Linked DNA regions of Hordeum vulgare: region 1 is linked to region 2. The links are chromatin contacts, called in public Hi-C maps. All regions are on one chromosome and are shown on one strand. The core of a region is the stretch at or near the end of the contact, and the rest is flanking DNA. Distances in the headings are between cores, read along the strand shown. Region 1 has its middle 140 kb from the start of LOC123402586. Region 2 holds the start of LOC123404515 (BTB/POZ domain-containing protein At1g67900).

The links. Hi-C and Micro-C count contacts between places; a contact is called where the count stands out from the background.
Region 1: a contact with region 2 is called in a Hi-C map of leaf, with 6 times the contacts expected there. The contact joins the enhancer-like site here to the promoter of LOC123404515 in region 2. A contact is called at or near these places in 2 of 6 Hi-C or Micro-C datasets (leaf and seedling) and 1 of 1 datasets of contacts at active chromatin or transcription factors (embryo).

Annotation. Positions count from the first base shown.
Region 1 is chr6H:329,157,700-329,163,750 of MorexV3_pseudomolecules_assembly, reverse strand. No RefSeq gene overlaps it. Among protein-coding and RNA genes, the nearest start is that of LOC123402586, 140 kb to the left of the region's middle. Within about 2 kb of position 3,055, at least 3 of the 3 cell types and tissues checked have open chromatin away from gene starts, as enhancers often do. A contact at or near this core is called in leaf and seedling, where this site is marked.
Region 2 is chr6H:328,879,978-328,885,847 of MorexV3_pseudomolecules_assembly, reverse strand. It overlaps LOC123404515 (BTB/POZ domain-containing protein At1g67900), which reads right to left and starts at 4,469. Exons shown (of 4, transcript XM_045098445.1): 1 at 4,189-4,469; 2 at 4,034-4,103; 3 at 2,586-3,806; 4 at 1,731-2,446. The coding sequence starts at 4,250. The coding sequence ends at 1,916.

The DNA.
Region 1 (6,051 bases), core at 1,806-4,305, 280 kb before region 2:
TACCTTTGAACAAGGGATGAGGAGGCAGAGAAATGCCTCGGTGCACGTGACTGAGCAGCAAGACGCGTTCCCCCTCCCGGGGCGCCGGCTCGGTCTCGCCCTCCGCCGGCAACGTCCACGTCTTGTGCACGATCATGCCGTGCTCCACCAACTCCAGCAAGTCCCCCTCCATCACCGTGGAGGGCAGGAAATCCCCCTGGATCCAACCCGCCGGCAGTGCTCGCTGCCGCCGCTGAGCAGGAGCCGCCGCCTTCCCCTTCTTCTTCCGTGCCTCGAGCTTGCTAGTTTGCCCCTTTGTCATGGTGGAGGCTGCAGATCCGCGAGGGAGAAGGAGAAAGGAGGAGCTTGAGATGCGCAGAAGGTGACGAGAAAAGCGGGGCAAGTGCGAGCTATCAGGCGAGTGCAACGAAAAACACTCGCTGTAGAGGTTTAAGTAAGGTTCCTACTAGGTCACTAGCAGGTGGCCCTGAAATCTTATCCCCCGACCGGTTGCTGCGATATTAGTGGAGAAGATGAAGGCGCGGAAATCAAGGCGGCAGATGCTACTCGATTACGATGTTGTCATCCCCGCTGAGCGCGCGGCAACCGAAATTTGAGGATCCCGGAAAATCCGCCGCTGTCAGTTGACTGGTCACGTCAAAAGATACCACGGAAGCACTCGGTCCTTGACGGTTCGTTTCACAAACACATCCACTCGGATCACTGGTCAAAGAGGATAAAATGGATCGAGGCAAACAACGTCAAAGTCGCATCCGTACCAGTCGGATCCGTACTCCAAGCATCGCTTCGTCGTTCCAACCCCAATCCATTCAGGGACTAATGATGGGGTTATAGTCCTGGGGTAGGGTCATAGGCCTGCCCTATGAGTCCTACCCAAGGACTACCCTTAATAAGGGATAAGGCCCTTAGTCAGTTCCGACTGAATTAAGGACTTCCCATCATCCAGTCGGTGACGATTCCTCCATCATCCAGTCGGAGATGAGCATTCGGGGCGTATCGAACTTACCGACGGGATTCCACTCTGTGCATCGTAACCCCTCTGGAGGGCAACGGCCGTACGTTTCCATGTACCTTTATTAGCATTTAAGACGTACGTTACCTGTAACATAGGCATTTATTCGCCACTACTCCACCCCTGTACACCGAACCGTTGTGAAGGGCAGCGCACTCTATATAAGCCGCCCTTCCCCACTGGTGCAGGGGTTAGCAATTCACTGTAATCCATATTTCACTCGACAACAAGCTCCCAAGAGCACTGAGACGTAGGGCTTTTACCTCCACCGTAGAGGGGCCTGAACTCATACAACCTCGCCGTAGCTAAGGCTCTGCCCATTCTTTCGTACCCGACACATCTACTGTCAGACTTATACCCACGACATTAAGAGACCTTGATCAACGAGCTAGTCTAATAGATGTTCATTAGGGACACGGTGTTGCTTATGTCTCCACATGTGTATTTAAGTTTTTGGTCAATAGAATTCTAACATGAATAATAAATATTTATCATAAATAAGGAAATATGATAATAACCTATTTATTATGACCTTAATTTAGGGCATGTATTCAACACTGTCGCCTTTTGAAGAGTATCTCTAACACATACATTATTTGAGGATTGTGAGGGGTGTTACGAAGCCCATTTCCTCCAAATATGCTGTCATATATGTGTCCTTCAATGTACATTTTGTTTCCATTGCAGTTTTAGACCAGAAGTGTGTGCTTTTTCCCAACATATATTCCCTTTTATTATTGAAAAACACATTGAAAAAATGTACATCGTCTACCTTTTTGTGACCTTATTACTGTAGTTTATAAGTATGTAACACCATTTATTTTGCTCATTTGGCGGACAAGATTATAACCGTGTAGAGACTAGTTCCAAATTATAAGTAAGCATGTTATTAGTAGAATATGTTGTAAAGATCTCATACATGACCAACTGTCTAGACGTGCAAATTGTGTAGACCATTCCGCTAGATACTGCCTACAGAAAAAGCGGCAACTCACATCGAGCGGAGGGGCTAATTACCTAAAAATTTAGAGACTCAGGTGACATTCGAAACTCTAGTTTAAAGTGAAAGGGACATTGAGTATTCTGGAAATTGGTTTGTCCCGAGTGGGAAAACAACATGTGCAATCCACCTGGTGAAGCGAGGGCGGGTAATTCTTTATAGGTGCAACCAGGAGGGATCCTAAACGATCTGAATCTTTATATAACCGAATGATTCGCCACTAAACAAACACGGAACATATCCAAAGGAGTCCTGGTTTGATTCGAGAAACCTTTGCAAGTTGTTGCAGCATGACAGCTCTCTCGAAGGGACAATCAATCCAAATTGTTCTCAGTGATCTGCATGCATGTATCAATTTGGCAAATATTCTCATACTCCGGGATCTGTATATATACGAGAGGGATTTGCTGGGACGCAAACTGTGTCTGACATTACATAGGCATTGCCACGTTGCGGCTTTCGTCCCTGCCGCCTTGCCCACGCTTTCCTCGGCAACGAGATCATCGTACCGGTTGTATGACCAATAAACAAAGTGATTATTGTGATCGTGTCAGGTATGTGTTCCACCAAAGTTGATACGATCCGGATTACATCCGCGGCGCTAGGCTAGGCCTGCTGATCATACTCGCCGATGTGATCTGTTAATGGAGTAACTTTTGTACTACTTTTGATCCATCTACCACTACCAGGTCCAGGTGTGACCACAGACATGGAAAAGGAATCCGCTAAACACTATCAACTACTAGTACATAATACATATAATGTGAGGCAGCATAGGAAACGCCGGCGAAGAGGGCCAAGTGGCGGACGAGTCCACGAGGAAGAGTACGTCGCACACACCTCATGTCACCAAGCACATGTGATTCGTTGGAAGTGTCAAGCCTTGCATCATGCTCAACTCAAAGTCTGCGTACAACAAGTTGCCATCAAATATTTATCGATGGATCGGCCATCCGATCCCATGTCAAAGAGGTATGCTCCCACTTGTCGCTAGTAGTTCGGGCGTCGCCGTCCATGCTGCCCACAGGGGAGGCCGCCCGGCAGGCCCTGGCCCACACCCTTCCCTTTCCTTTTGAAAACAAACCATTTAAGGATTATCACAGTCCAAGTGGCTCCACCTAATCTCTTCCTGCTACTACCGAATGCAAATAGCGGTGCTCCAACCACATTTTCCAAGAATTTCTTGAACATGCTAGGAATTGCTAGCAACAATAATAAATTAGAGCATGGTTAATAGTATAGTTATATGATATTGTCGTATCATATATAGTTAGTAATTATAGTTATTCATATAATAAGGTTAGCTATAAGGTTAGAAGAGTACTCCCTCCGTCCCAAAATAAGAGCTTTAAACTTAACACAACTTTGTAATAGAGCTAGTATAAAGTTGAGACAGTTATTTTGGAATGGAGGGAGTATTATTTTTTTACCTTTTCTCCATCTTTTTCTTCACATTTATTGCATGCGTCTAGTAATACGCATATAACCAGGCTTGCATGATAGCCCACTCTCATTATTTTTCTATGTCTCTCATTTTCACATAGGAAAAACAGTTATGTAAGCGTGTTATAAACTCATTATTATATTTGCTCTAATCGAGACCACTATTGCACACACATGCAAGTACGCAAGCTCAGTAGGGGCGGAGCTAGGGCTGGGCCAAACCAGGCCATGGCCCACCCAGCCCAACAATAATTCATTGAAAATTTGTACTGAATTTGAGCCCTAAAAGCGAAATTTCAATGATATTTTCTAACCAGTCCTCTTTTGGCCAGCCCAAAAAATTGGATGAAGCTTCGCCACTCAAGCTTGGCATCTGATTTCTAAAGTCGCCATGCTCACGTGGTAGTTGGAGCATAAATAGCCCGGGCACCCTAAACCCGTCTCAAACCCCCGGGTGGATGGTCCGGTCAGTCATCGGTCAAAAAAACCCGACCCACACTGACTCCTCAAATGGGCACAAGCGTCTGACCTAACCTGCAACCTTCATATCTAGCCCAAATATGGGATGGATATGAGGAGGCCCATGCGTGACCGGGCACATACATCACGTTGGACTGAAGGTCAGGTCCCACACGGAATGGCTCAGAAACCCAACAATTCAATGGGATTCTCCTCCGTTGCCTGGTGGCCCCTGCGGTCCACATAGTGCCCTTCTCTAGCTATTTAGGCCGACTGCCGTCATCGAAAGCGTGTCCATCCGCATTTCCGCCCTCTCGTCTACCACCATCGCCAATTTCCGCTCGTCTTCCACCACTTTCCGTTAGTAACCATGCCCCCACGCCGCCAGATAACGTATCTAACGCCGGAGCACCCGTAGTAGCTCCTTGAGCAGATCCTGGCAAGGCAAGAAGCCCGGAACATGCGGATCTACCTCCGGATCCACCGCATCCAGAGAAAGACTTGGAGGCGGCGAAAGAGGAGGAGGTAGGGGAGGAGGAGGATGTGGGGGATGCGGGGGCTGCAGATCTACATGATCCTCAATTCCATCTGGTCGGAATCGATGGCAAAGGCCTTGCATCGTCGTATGCAGGAGACGGAGGTTGAGGACGCCCCGTACATCGACGAAATGCTCGCACATATGAATGAGGAGGAGAAGCCGGAGCCCTCCGACGGGTCCAACTACCAAGCACCTGGCTCGTACGTTGTGGACATGTTCGATGATGCCGAAGTGAAATTTAGATTAGCATGTAGGTTTCATGTTTGCATGATTTGTATGAATATAGGGGATGCGTGGGATCCGAACTATGTCTAGAGGGGGTGATTAGACTACTTGACCAAATAAAAACTTAGTCTTTTCCCAATTTAAGTTGTGGGCCATTTTTAGCAATAATGACTAGTCAAGTTCACCCTACATATGCATATCTGAGAGTATAGCAACGGAATGTAAATACATCCAAATATAATGTAGAGGGTAGGGAAGGAAGATCAAATCAAAGGTTGACACGACAATTTTTGGCGTGGTTCTGATAGGTGGTGCTATCGTACATCCATATTAGTGGAGACTTCAACCCACGAAGGGTAGCGACTGTGAGAGTCCATGGAGGGCTTCACCCACAAGGGGTCCACTAAGAAGAGGCCTTGTATATTCCACCATGGCTTACGTCCATACAGGACTAGCCTCACGCACGGTAGATCTTCATGAAGTAGGTGATCACCTTGCCCTTACAAACTTCTTGGTTCAACTCCACAACACGAAGTAGGAGGCTCCCAAGGGACACCTTACCAATCTAGGACGCACTAATGACGAGATGATGTATATACTTCTCGCTCCTCGTTGGTTACCCCAAGTGGAAGGTTGAGATGTAGTCAGCATAAAGTTTTCCCTTACACGGAGACTGTAAGGTTTATCGAACCAGGAGGACTCCTAGGATCAACAAGTAGGTAACTTTGCTCCCAACGAGTAGAGAGAGTTTGTCAATCTCTCCGACCTTGTAGTTTGCAAAGGATCAAAACACAAGCGGGAAAGGTGATAGTGATTACAACGGAAAAATAAATGAAATTAGTAAATGATGGAGGTGTAAGCAATGATGGTGATATGGACCGGAGTCACATGATGTTCACTAGTGATGTCTCTCTCCCAAAAGACGTTAAACAACTATGCTTGGGTAAACAAATTCCAGTTGGGCAATTGATAGAATTATGAACTCACCCCAATGCTAATTGTGCTACTTGATAGTTAGAGGTTCAATGGTAATGGGCAGTACGCCAAGAAAAGTAGACCGTTTATTCATCAACATGTACTTACTAATCATCCACCTTGAGATATCTATCCAGAACATCTCGCTGGTATTAAGTTGCGAGCCCCACCCGAAGTGTAAACTCAAAGCAACGGACAACTGCATTAACGAACTATGCGGAAGGTAAACAATCCTTGCAACCGTGGTCAAAAGCACCTTGTTTTCTCCCTGGTGGCAACAATACATCCCCTAGTCTCATGTTTCTGTCACTCAAGCTATACATCGAGGGGCATGAACCCACAGTCATGCATAATGCCCCCTCTTGGAGTTACAATCTACTACTCGGCCAAAGAAATAAA
Region 2 (5,870 bases), core at 3,220-5,719:
AGACCCAAAGACATGGGAGGTCTAAGGATCCAAAATTTAGCTTTCATGAACAAGGTCTTGCTTTGTAAATGATGGTGGAAGTTATTTAGTACCGATGAGCTTTGACATGAGCTGTTATATAATAAATATTTGAAAATCATGGGCTTGACTGAGATAAAACATAAACAAGGTGACTCTCAATTCTGGTATGAGTATATTAAACATGAAGACGATTTCCTTTCTTTATGAAAAATGTAATTCGAAATGGGAGGAGGTATGTTGCCCCACATGCCAGGATGTGCCGGCCGACTAGTCAGGAGGTAACGATCAAAGGCTTTGACTGGACGGTGGCGCTACGTTTGGCCTTTTCTGAACAGGTGATAAAGGGGGGAGGGCAAAAGAGAGCAAAGTTAGTTGGTTTGGGCAAAACTAAGCACAACTAAGAAACGAGGGACACGAAAATAGAAATTGCTTAAAATTTTGGTAAAAACGATATGGTTTATTGATAAAATTTCATCTCATTGGCATGTTATCTACCATCCACTATACATCGATCAGAGTACCGATGGTTGTTTACGGCTGTGTCGACGCGTTCAAAGTAGGTGGCCACTCATATTTTATCCCACATGGACGAAGGCATAGTCTACCGATAATCTCTCTGCCCTCCATGCCGTAGGCATGGTTTTGACCGTCTACGGCTTTACCGTTAACAACGTTTCATTTCTTCAATGTGTGTAAGTTCATATTGATTGTATGCATCCTACTTATCCCTCATACTATACTATCAGTTAACAAAATGACCTTTGTAAGAAAAATCGATTAAGCTATAATAACTCACTAAAAAATTATTTACCAAAACATAAACATATTAAAGTGATGGGAAGCGATAGGCATTCAAAAATTGAGCGTGACACAATTTTCTCCACTAAGTAATCAGAATTGACAACAATTAAGATGTGACATTTGTAGGGAAAGAAACCCAATGATGAATCTCTAGACAATTTCAGACACGTCGCAAAAGATGAATAATAGCAAATCGGTAGATGTTGCGCCTTGTGTACCCTAGCGAAGAAATTTCTTCAGGACACGACATAGGCTCTGAATTGTGAAGCACCACCGGGGCCTGGGGTAGATGAGCCTGCCCCCGTTGCCACTGATGAGCAAGAAGCTGAGGGTCGGCCATCATAGGCGCCTAGAAAATTAGGGCAGCCCATGCTGATCTGTTGTTGCTGGCTCAGTGGTTGCTGACCAAACATTTGGAGCTGAGGTGAGGTCTCATCATCCCATCATCATCATGCGGGGCGGGGCGCACATAGCAGACCTAACAAAGAGGATCTTTCAGGTTGAAAGGGCAGAAATTTATTATTATCTTGGGTGCATTTGATTCTCCCATGGAATTTATCATCCTTGTTCACTTTTCTTTTTAACTCTTCTAGATGCAATTCTTTGCCAAGTGGGTGGCAATTATATTATGCTCCCTCCGTTCCAAAATAACTGTCTTAAGCTTAGTATAACTTTGTACTAGAGTTAGTATAAAGTTGAGACATTTATTTTGAGACGGAGGGAGTAGTACAGAAAAAGAAGATATATAGTGCTTGGTGATGGATGGCCTCTTTTTTGGACGTACGTACTATCTAAGAGGACTCGAAACGGCTATCATCATGACCATGTTTTGTTAAACGTTACCACTCGATGGAGTTGATAATTCTCGAAAAAATCATATACTATGTATATGGAAGTAAGCTGTCCAGTTCCTATTTGATTTATTTTTATTTTAACAAAATTATGCATGATCACAGCTACACGAAGGTACACTCAGCCTCAAAACTGCAACAGATGAGGCAAGAGAAACAACCTTGGGCCTTGGGCAAGGTAGACAAGCCAACAAAAATATGAGACAGAAAAGAAGCAATTACAAAAACCTAATGGCTGGCTGCTAATGCCGGTCGGCGGTGACGCTTCTTCCCAGCGGCCACAGCTTGCTGAGCATCCGCTTCGGGTTCCCCGCCGGCATAGCGCAGAAGGCCCTGAACCGCAGCGACGCGCTGCGCGACAGCCCGGCCTTGCGCACGAACTCGTCGTCGTCTTCATCCTCCTCCTCCATCTTCATGCGCAGCGTGGCGATCTTGGACGCCGCGCGCCGGAGCCCCTCCACGCTCCAGTCGTCCCCCGGGGACGCGCCCGACGCCAGGGCGCGGAGCCGCTGCTCGTCGACCCGGTCGGCGTCGTCCTCCTCCGACCCGGACTTTGACAGCAGCGCCTTGATGTTGCTCGGCAGCTCGCCGGCGACGGGCGCGCCCGACAGCGCCGCCGCCCGCGCGTGCTCGAAGAAGAGCACCTGCACCACGACGCGGAGAGGGAGGAGCTCGTTCTGCGCCGCGTGCGAGCACGCCTTCTCCGACAGCTTCCGGCAGTTCAGCACCCGGCACAGCCGCTTTCTTGCGCTCTTGCTCATCTCCGGATGCGCCTGCAATGTACGTACACAAAGAAATTGTTTATGCGCAGAAGAGTTGAAAAACTACTAGGAGTACTCTACTTGGTACGTACTCCAACTTCCACGTAGGTCAGCGACACAAGGAATTTGAGGATTGGAAAAATGAAATCACCTTGAGGTACGAGTGGACGACTTTGTAGAGCCCGTCGTGCTCCGGCCGAGCACTGTCAGGCACGGCCTCAGCAATTGCGAGCAGCTTCTCCACGGGCAGGTGGGGATCCTTGGCCACCTCCATCAGGAACGCGTCCGCTAGCCTGCCCACCCTCGCCAACGCGTACTGCGACACCGGCGCGGCCGACGACGACCGACGCGCGCCGTCGAAACCCACGCTCTCGTCGGACCGCGACCGCCGGTGCCCGTCCGACCGTGCCGGGCTGTTGTCGTCGGGGCTCCTCGCCGGCGCGGTGGCCGCCGCGTGCCGCAGTGTGAACTCGTGGAGGATGGCCGCCACGGCGTCCACGTCGTACAGCATGTCACTCATGCAGGACACTGACGGGATGAGAAGGTCGCTAACGCTCGCCTCCTCGAGCTGCCATGCCACCCGCCTCACCAGCTCTGCCTTGGACGCGGCGGACGCGCTCAGGATGTTGGCCGCCTTGAGGAGCTTGAGGAGGAACGCGCAGGAGACGGCGTCCTTGTCCACCGGGAGAAGGCTCACGATCTTCTCCAGGAGGAGGCGATGCCTCGTGCTGATCTGCTTCACGCTGGCGCCGGCGGCGTCGTCGAACGGTTGCTCCGCGGCGAGCCCGTCCTTGGCAACGTTGGGCAGCCACCGGCGCGCGTACGTCTTGAGCGCGTCGCCGATGGTCTTCTCGTTGACGGCGCCCGTCGATTTCACGGCCACCATGATACGCCAGAACATGTCAACGCCGAGCTCTGCGATGTCGTGCGCCCACCAGGGCGACGCGGACGTGGACTTGGCGGGGATAACGGCGGCGGCAGGGTTCGCGATGAGGTCGGCGACGGCGTTCACGCAGCGGGAGGTGAGGCCGAGCTCCTCGCATAGCGGCACGTTGTGGCGTGTTGAGTGGAGCACGGCGAGCGCGTCCTTCCAGCGGCGGAGAAGGCAAGAGGCGAGGAAGGAGTCGAGCTTTGCCACGAGGTTGCCGCGGTCGGCGGCCTCGGACATGCCGAGGTGAGTGGCCGCGCAGCGGAGCGGGACGAGGTTGCGTGCGCTGACGGTGATTGTGATGCCGTAGCAGAACTTGGCGCAGACCTCGAACGCCTCGGCGCCGCCCGGGAAGCCCGCGAGCTCGATGAGGTCGCCGTCGCCGCCGCAGCCGGACTCGGCACAGAGCGCTTGCAGAAGCAGGCATTTCGAGAGCAGGGGAAACTGTGCGGATCGAATAAACAAGCGATCTTGTCAGGAATAGGATCCAATTGATAAGAAATTCATTCCACGAAAACAATTCTTGCATGACAATGCAAGCTAAGATTAGAGAAACAATCAGAGCTTGCCCGCGATCGTAACATGCGCAGAAAAACATTCATTTCTTGCCGAATCACATAGAGACAGAAAGAGATGAAAGAATCTGGTTCTTGGATTGGATGGTCCATTACCTTGTGGAGATGATAGAGGCATTTGCCCACCAGGATCTGCAGGTCAGTGGCCACCTCCGTATACACGGACCTGGAGCAGAAAGAAGCGCGGAATTAGGCACAAAACTCGGACAAGAAACCAACTGACAGAGATCGCAGGAAATCAGGATCGGCACCTCTCGGAGTCGGAGGGGGAGAAGAAGGTGTCGGGCCTATTGCCAAGTTTCATAAACTTCATGGTGGCCGAGTACTAAACAGAGGTAGGGGGGTTGTGAAACTTCGAGTGAGAGGAGGAGATTGGTTGGTTGGTTGGTTGGTTATAACCACCAGCAGGCGAGTGAGGATGAGTGCTAACTTTGTGTGAGCCGTGGCCTGGAGACATGGTGGCTCTACTTATATCATGCCCAAGTAAGTGGTTGGAGGGAAGAGAGAGAAACCTTCCTCAGATTCAGTATCCCCCTAATTCGAGGTGTCGTCGGATTTTATTTGATTTGATTTTATCAGAGGGAGGGGACAGGAATATGCAGTCCAACTATGCGCACACATACTGTTTGGTTTGCCATTCTATTTCATGATGATGCTGGTATGCGACCCTCTTAAAATTGGTGTGCCCATACTTATCACACGTGACGACATAAAGGTGTCCTTTCTCTTTTAAAAGCATCATTTGTGAAGCAACGCTATAAGACAGAGGCAGGAGGTGGAACGGCTTCGTCTTAAACTCAGCTTTGATGGAGATGTCAAGTCATGCCTGGTCGACGGGTGCTACGTTGTGTCATGCCTGTTCGGCAGGTGCTACGCACGACAGATCTTTTAGAGTCTCTGCGTCGGGGTGAGCGAGCGCAGGACGGCGACGCCGTTAGGCGTCGTGGTAACGTCGACGAATGGCCGGAATGGCAAGGATGATGCGAATCTCTCTCGTGAAGATGGGACAGCGGCTCGATGATGATGGAGGCTTCTAAAACGTGTGCATATGATGTACGCTTTAGATTTTGCAGCATCAGTTGTTAGATCGATACATTATACCATCGACAACGACACCAGTTTTAGATATGAGAAGTAAGAGCACTCCACATTATCAAGGTTGTAGGTGTGAATGGTGGCTTCGGGTGGCTTGATGTATGTTTTTGTTAAACCTTTATAGAATAATTAATAAAAATAGGATGTATGCATCGATTGATGCAGAGGCTGAGGGTTTAACATCCTTTTGTAAAAACAAAATGACGCGTGTGACATATTAGACATGCGTCTATATGTTTTATGCGACATAATCAGGAGGAAGCTGGTCGTATATGAACAAATATTATAAATGTCCACGTGTGTAGGAATTAATACTTAGTGTCACGACGTCTAACAACTACTACTCATTCCCATTTTGTGCGTGTAGCATGAAACAAATCTTCCATACGTCCTGACGCAGCTACATTAGTTACCGTCAGAATGACACTTTAGTTATCCAAGGAATGTCAACTTTAGTTAACCGAGATGAAAAATATAGTTGTAAAAACATGGCAACTTCTCTATTTTGGAAAACTATAGGTGTCACGTCTACTTAACGGTTGTCGCCGCACGTAATTAATTCATAGTTGTCATGTGTAGTAACTACTTGCTATACGTGGTCAAATAATAGTTGACATATGTGATTAACTTGTTGTCATGTATGATCCATTCAGAGTTGTCATGTGTAGTTAATCATAGTTGCCATGTATGCGCAACTATAGTTGTCATTAACAACAAATCATAGTTGTCATGTGTATTTATCTGGTTGTCATATACATGTAATAGTAGTTGCCATCTAACAACGTACTAGCATCGCGTGGACGAAAAATAGTTACCCACACGCACGTGGACTAGATAT